2 separate regions of the Sus scrofa genome follow, and region 2 is linked to region 1. Evidence: chromatin contacts called from public Hi-C data. All regions are on one chromosome and are shown on one strand. The core of a region is the stretch at or near the end of the contact, and the rest is flanking DNA. Distances in the headings are between cores, read along the strand shown. Region 1 has its middle 12 kb from the start of POFUT2. Region 2 overlaps COL18A1 (collagen alpha-1(XVIII) chain).

Region 1 (2,700 bases), core at 60-2,559:
TGCCTGAATTCATCCACCTCCCACCGCCTGGCTCCCCCCCTCCCCGCCCAGGCCCAGCTGAACACTGCTCCCCGCCACAGCTGAGGCCCCCCGTGAGCACCCCAGCCCTGTCCCGGGGGCCATCCCCCCAGACGCCCTGCACGGCCTCCTTGGCCCTGGTCCCTTTGCTACTTCCTCCCGTTCCTCTGGATCCTGCCTCCCAGAGACCCCTCACTCTGTTCCCTGTCCCACAGCCTGGGGGGCACCCCTCCAAGGACCCTGGGGACTGCACCAGGTCAGCCTGCCCCGCCCACCCCCTTCCGTGGGGACCACGCTGGCCTCCTGGTCAGAGCATCCTTGGACCGCCGAGCCGTCGCTGGCTGACCCATCAGAATGACGTCTTCAGGTCTGGGTGGCTCGGCACCAGCCAGGCACCAGGTGTGGTCAGGGGGCCCGATTTGGTCCTGAGTCTGCCTCGGGGGCTGGTTATTTACCTTCTCCAGGCCTGTCTTCCCAACCTGTGCCCGGAGGTGGGATCAAGCCAGCAGGTCCCCACCTGGAACTGGGCTGGAGCCCAAGTCCTGTGTGCCGGGTGGGAGGCCACCCGGAGCCCCCTCTGCCTTTGGGCTTCTGGGGACAAGGCTGCCGAGATGGGACAGGCTCAGTCCACCTTCCTCTGGGCCCTGCTGCTCCCAGCAGCCTTTAGCCCACCCGGACCCACTATAGGTGCTGCCCGGTGCTGCCCAGCCAAGTGCCTAGGGGCCATGAACCCCCCATAGCTGGGGCACTATCTGGATAAGCCACTCAAAGCCACCCAGCCAGCGTGCGCCCGGCACCTCCCTGTCTGCCTTGCAGACGTAACCAGGGCCTGACTTGATTTCTGCCAAGGAGAAGGGACAGAAATATTTTGGGGTGGGAGGGGAAAAAACACAGGACTCTGATGGGTGGGGGAATGTGGGAACTTGGGATTTCAACGTGAATTCTAATACACCTACCAGCACCGCCTGCACTTAACAGTGAAAATATTTACTTGGAGATGTTGGAATTTTAAAGAGCAGGCCTCCCGACGGACAGCCCGGGAAGGGCTGGAGGAGGGGCTGGAAGTGGTCCCGGTGCTTTATCCGCCAACGCGCGGCTCAGCAGCCACCCCCCACCCCCGCCCCGGAGGAAGCACTTCGGCGCTTGGCCCAGAGCTGTCCCCCAGCCTCACCCAGTGCTGTGATGTGGCCCTGGGGACCGTCCTGGGGCGCTGGCCTCATACCCGGAGCGTGGACAGGCGCTGCACTGCCCCAGGGGAGGCCGTTATCGCTCTGATCAGGGCCGGGCGGCCAAGCCGGGCCTGTGGGCCGAGGCCGGACGTGTCCTCGTGGTCCCGAGACGCGTGGGGAATCCATCAGCCTGTGCAGTGGCGTCTGGCAGCGGCACGGCTCTTCCTGCTGTTCCTCTGAGCCTGGCGCCTCCCCCAGACGTGCTTGAGGCCAAGGGGCAGCAGCTGCCGTGCGCGGAGCCCTGGGGCCCAGCTCCAGGCTGTGCCACCTGGTCGCAGCCACAGGCCGTGAGGAGAGGCCGGGCCCAGCCTGCAGATCCTGAGACGGGTGCCCGCTGGTGCCGGGGCCGTGGGCGAGAGCAGCAGCCCAGGGCACACCCGCCTGCGAGGACCCGCCCCGACCTGAGCGGGAGGTGGCAGTGCTGATGCGTGAGCAGTAGGCGCGTCCACAGAGGTGCCCACGCAGGTCCCGCCTTGGTGTCCATCCCGGGAGCCCCGTGGAGAGGGAGGCCCTCCCTCCCTGCCGTCTTGGGGTCCCTGAGCCCTGCAAAAGTCCCCTGTGTCCTGCCCCAGGGAGCCGGGGAGGGTGAGGGGCTCTGCAGCCAGAGTGCCGGCTGAGGACAGATGGTCCAGGGTGCCTGGAGCTGGCAGGGCCGGGGGTGGCCTGTCCTGGCAAGGGTCAACGCCCGCTAGCCATGTTCAGGGACAGAATCTCTGAGAACGTGCTGCAGGCTGGGTTTTGTCTCCCAGATGCCCACACCGATGCTGGGACCCTCAGCACCTGGAGGAGGAGACGGCCGACCACCCGGCCAGGAGGGGCCTTGGCAAGAGCCGCCCGAGATGCCTGACCGCAGACGTCCAGCCCCCAGGACTGGGAGAAAGTGAGTTTCTGTCGTGTGAGTCTCCAGCCTGGGGTATTTGCGCAGCAGCCCGAGCTGAAGAGACAGAGGGCCCCCAGTCCACCCCGGCCACGCTGCCTTCTGCCAAAACAGCCACCAGCAGACGCCGAGTCAAGGGCGCCTTCTGGGCCTCACTGGCCAGGCCGCTGGGTGGAGGGGCTCCCGGGTAGACGACCCGGTTATGGGCTCCTGCTGGGTTTCCCTCGGAAGCCGGGCCGGAAAGTGACTGAGCTCCTGAGGGCCCTGGCAGGTTCTCGCGCGGCTCCTCCGTCCCCACACGGCTGCAGGTGGGGGGGCTGAGGTCGTGGGTGTCCCAGGTCGCACACGGGAACCGTAACCACAGGGGCTCGGAGCCACCTGCTGAAACAGGGCTGCATAAACCTGGGCAAGGATCACCTGGGGATGGAAATCGGGGGCCTGTGAAGGGCTTGCAACATCCCGGCCGCCGTCCGTGTCCGCTTCGTGGAAGGGGCGGGCGTGCCGGGAGGTGACTGTCCCGGCCCCGCCTTCCCGAGCACTGAGAGGAGCTGGGACCCGCCTGTGTCTGGAACAACG
Region 2 (2,700 bases), core at 195-2,694, 95 kb after region 1:
TCCAGGCTCAGCCACGAAGTTGAGTGTCTGTGCTTCCTGGCTTATTTCAATGGCTTCCTGATGCTCCGGGGAGGTCCTTTCGCTTGGAAGAGACATTCTCTCTGAAGCCGCGCCGTCTCTGGACTCGGGCTGTGGCTTTCCCTAAACGTGGTCCCCCGTCGTATCCCAAGGTCCTCGTCGTCGGAGTCCTGCGGGAAGGGGTGTGACCAGCATCCCGGGCAGCGGCCTGTCTGCTGACCCTCGGCCGGAATGGAGGGCGCTGCTCTCTGCTCACGCCGCACTCGGGGGAAGGATGGTGGCTGTGCGGGACGAAGGCAGAGCGGGCTGGCAGGAGGCTCCTGGCATGCGGGGCCGGCCCGGGGGTCTGTTCGTTCACGGCGCCCCCCGTCCACTCGTTTGTGCAGCCTCTGCGCCCACAGCAGACTCTGCGGGCTGGAGCTGCCTCCGGGGAGGCTCCTCTTCTCCCCTCCTGTCCCCGGATGGGCTGGAGCACCTTCCTCTGCTTTAGGCTCTGAGCCGAGGACCTGGCCCCGAGCGGTCCCCCAGGATCCTCCGCCTGGTGAGGCGGCCGAGGACAGGGGCAGGTGCATCGCAGAGCCCCACCCACGGCATCTGTCCAGCCTGATGCACTGCTGGGTGTCTCTACCCACTGGCCTGGTTCCCCCATCCGCAGTCTTTTGTGAGCCGTGTCACCACGGCTTTGTGGCCTCTGCTGCTGGTGCCCCCTCCCCTTCTCCCAGGGCCTGGCCCCGGGAGGCTGCCTGTGACCCCCCCCCGACAGCCACCCCCCGTCCCCTCCCTGATCCTAAAGAGGGCCCTGCCACCCTGCTTGTCGCGTCCAGGCAGCTGCCACGTGCAGGGAGCACTGTGGCCATGAAGCGGGGTATGGGCTAGAGTTCTGAGCAGGTGGAACTCTGGTCTCTCTGCTCCCCCTCAGGGCAGGCAGCCACCTGCCTGGGTGCTGGGGAGGGGCACTGGGGCCTGTGCCAGGTGCAGAAGGGGCAGGCCGGGGCGCTCCTGGTGACCCCGGGTCCGGTTACAAAGGCAGATGGAGACAGTGGGTGGGTGGCTGCCTGCGCGGCTGGAAGCCCAGGAATGCGGAGACGCGGTCCTGGCCTCAGGTCTCGTGCTCTGGCGGGTGAATTTGCTTTTACTTCTAGGCAGAGACCACATGGGGAGAACTTTTATGGCCTCAGGCAGAGGCCCCAGCCCGGCCCTTTCGACGAGGCGGCAGGTCAGCGGACACTGGCTGGCTCTGGAAGCCGGGGTCACGAGGCTCTGCCGCCCGGTCACCCACCCAGTGGGTCAGCCGGGCGGCATGGGGACCAAGGCAGGGATCAGAGGAACAGACGGGACCGAGTGGACCCGCAGGGACCCGGGGACTGTCAGGCACTGTCATTTGTCTTCCAGGTGATTTATTTGCAAAGCTGGGGCCTGACACCCCAGAGGGAGGTCACATTCCATTCGCAGCAGCTTATCTGGGCTGTCAGGCAGCCTGGGAGGGGGGCCTGAGACAGAGCAGAGCTCTTGCTGGGGCCCAGGGCTGGGGGCGTTCACAGCCCCCCCAGCGCCTGCTGCACACATGCAGCGACCCATTCTGCCGTGGCCTGGGGGCGGGGAGGGACCCACTGCGCCGTGGAGGCCAGGTGGGGATGGCACGGGTGCGGGAGGAGGCCCATTCTGATGGGGGTTCCCAGGCTGGCCATGTTCTCAGGGCCCCAGGAGTTGGCTGGGCACCTGGCTGAAGCCGACAGGATTCTCGCCGAGATCCCCACGGGGTCCCCGGCTGCCCCTGAGCTTCAGTGTCTGTTACTAGAGACTCTTTCGGACCCTGGCCCAGGACTAGGGCAGCGCCTGCAGGGCCAGGGCTGGGGTGGACTTTGGAGGAAGGGGAGGGGAGAGCCGCCCACGTGGGGCCCGGCTGGCCCTGTGGGGCCCGGCAGGAGGCACGGACAGAGGCCTTGGGGACCCACCGGTCCCGGCACGTTGCTCTCAGGGTCGAGTGGAACAAAGGCTACCAAGGGCCCAGGGGCCTGCTCTGCTTCTCGCCCTGGCCCGGGGGACACGACCACAGGGATGTCCTGCGGGGCTGGAGCCCCAGGGACGGGCAGGCAGGCTGGCGCCAGGACTCTGGGGAGGCCCCTCTTATGAGCCTGGCCGAGAGCTGCCTGCCTGAGGGCTCCCTAGGTGGGCTCTCCCAGGGGGGCTCCCCCAGGGTCCGCTGCAGCCGCCTCCAGGCTCCTGGGCTGCATCCTTCCCCACGGGCCCCGGAGCAGGTCGCCTGTGACCACCCCCCCACGCCCGGGCTCCGTGCTGAGAGGTGTGAGGACGTGATGCAGGGCCGGCTCAGGTGCCCCCCGCCCACGGATGCAGTGTCGCCCTCCCACCGCTCTGTGGGTGGAAACTGCACAGGCTGGCCTGGCCCCTCGGCCCCCGCCCCACCTCCAGAGCGGAGTCCGATGTGCAGTGATGGGCTCCCAAGAAGCCCCCGCGGGCCCGGCCCCCTCCCGCAACGACCGCATGAGAAAAGGCCAGAAGGTTCTAGAGAAAAACAGCAGCGAGCACAGATGTTAATCCTCTTTGAAACTTGACTGAACAGTTTAGCCAAAGAAAATAACAGCAGTTTCGTTTTGAAAGGGGTCACAGACTCTTTGATTTCTTCTGACCTTCCGGGGCTCGGAGCAGAACGTGGAGACAGAC

Evidence for each region. A called contact is a pair of places that touch in the nucleus more often than the background predicts.
Region 2: a Hi-C map of omental adipose tissue shows a contact between it and region 1, with 4 times the contacts expected there. The contact joins two enhancer-like sites. A contact is called at or near these places in 13 of 47 Hi-C or Micro-C datasets (adipose tissue, embryonic fibroblasts, epiblast stem cells and 8 more) and 1 of 2 datasets of contacts at active chromatin or transcription factors (skeletal muscle).

Annotation. Positions count from the first base shown.
Region 1 is chr13:207,829,197-207,831,896 of Sscrofa11.1, forward strand. No RefSeq gene overlaps it. Among named protein-coding and RNA genes, the nearest start is that of POFUT2, 12 kb to the left of the region's middle. Within about 2 kb of position 1,310, at least 23 of the 83 cell types and tissues checked have an H3K27ac peak or open chromatin away from gene starts, as enhancers often do. A contact at or near this core is called in omental adipose tissue, where this site is marked.
Region 2 is chr13:207,923,672-207,926,371 of Sscrofa11.1, forward strand. The region is part of intron 2 of COL18A1 (collagen alpha-1(XVIII) chain); the gene reads left to right. Among named protein-coding and RNA genes, the nearest start is that of COL18A1, 17 kb to the left of the region's middle. Within about 2 kb of position 1,445, at least 20 of the 83 cell types and tissues checked have an H3K27ac peak or open chromatin away from gene starts, as enhancers often do. A contact at or near this core is called in omental adipose tissue, where this site is marked.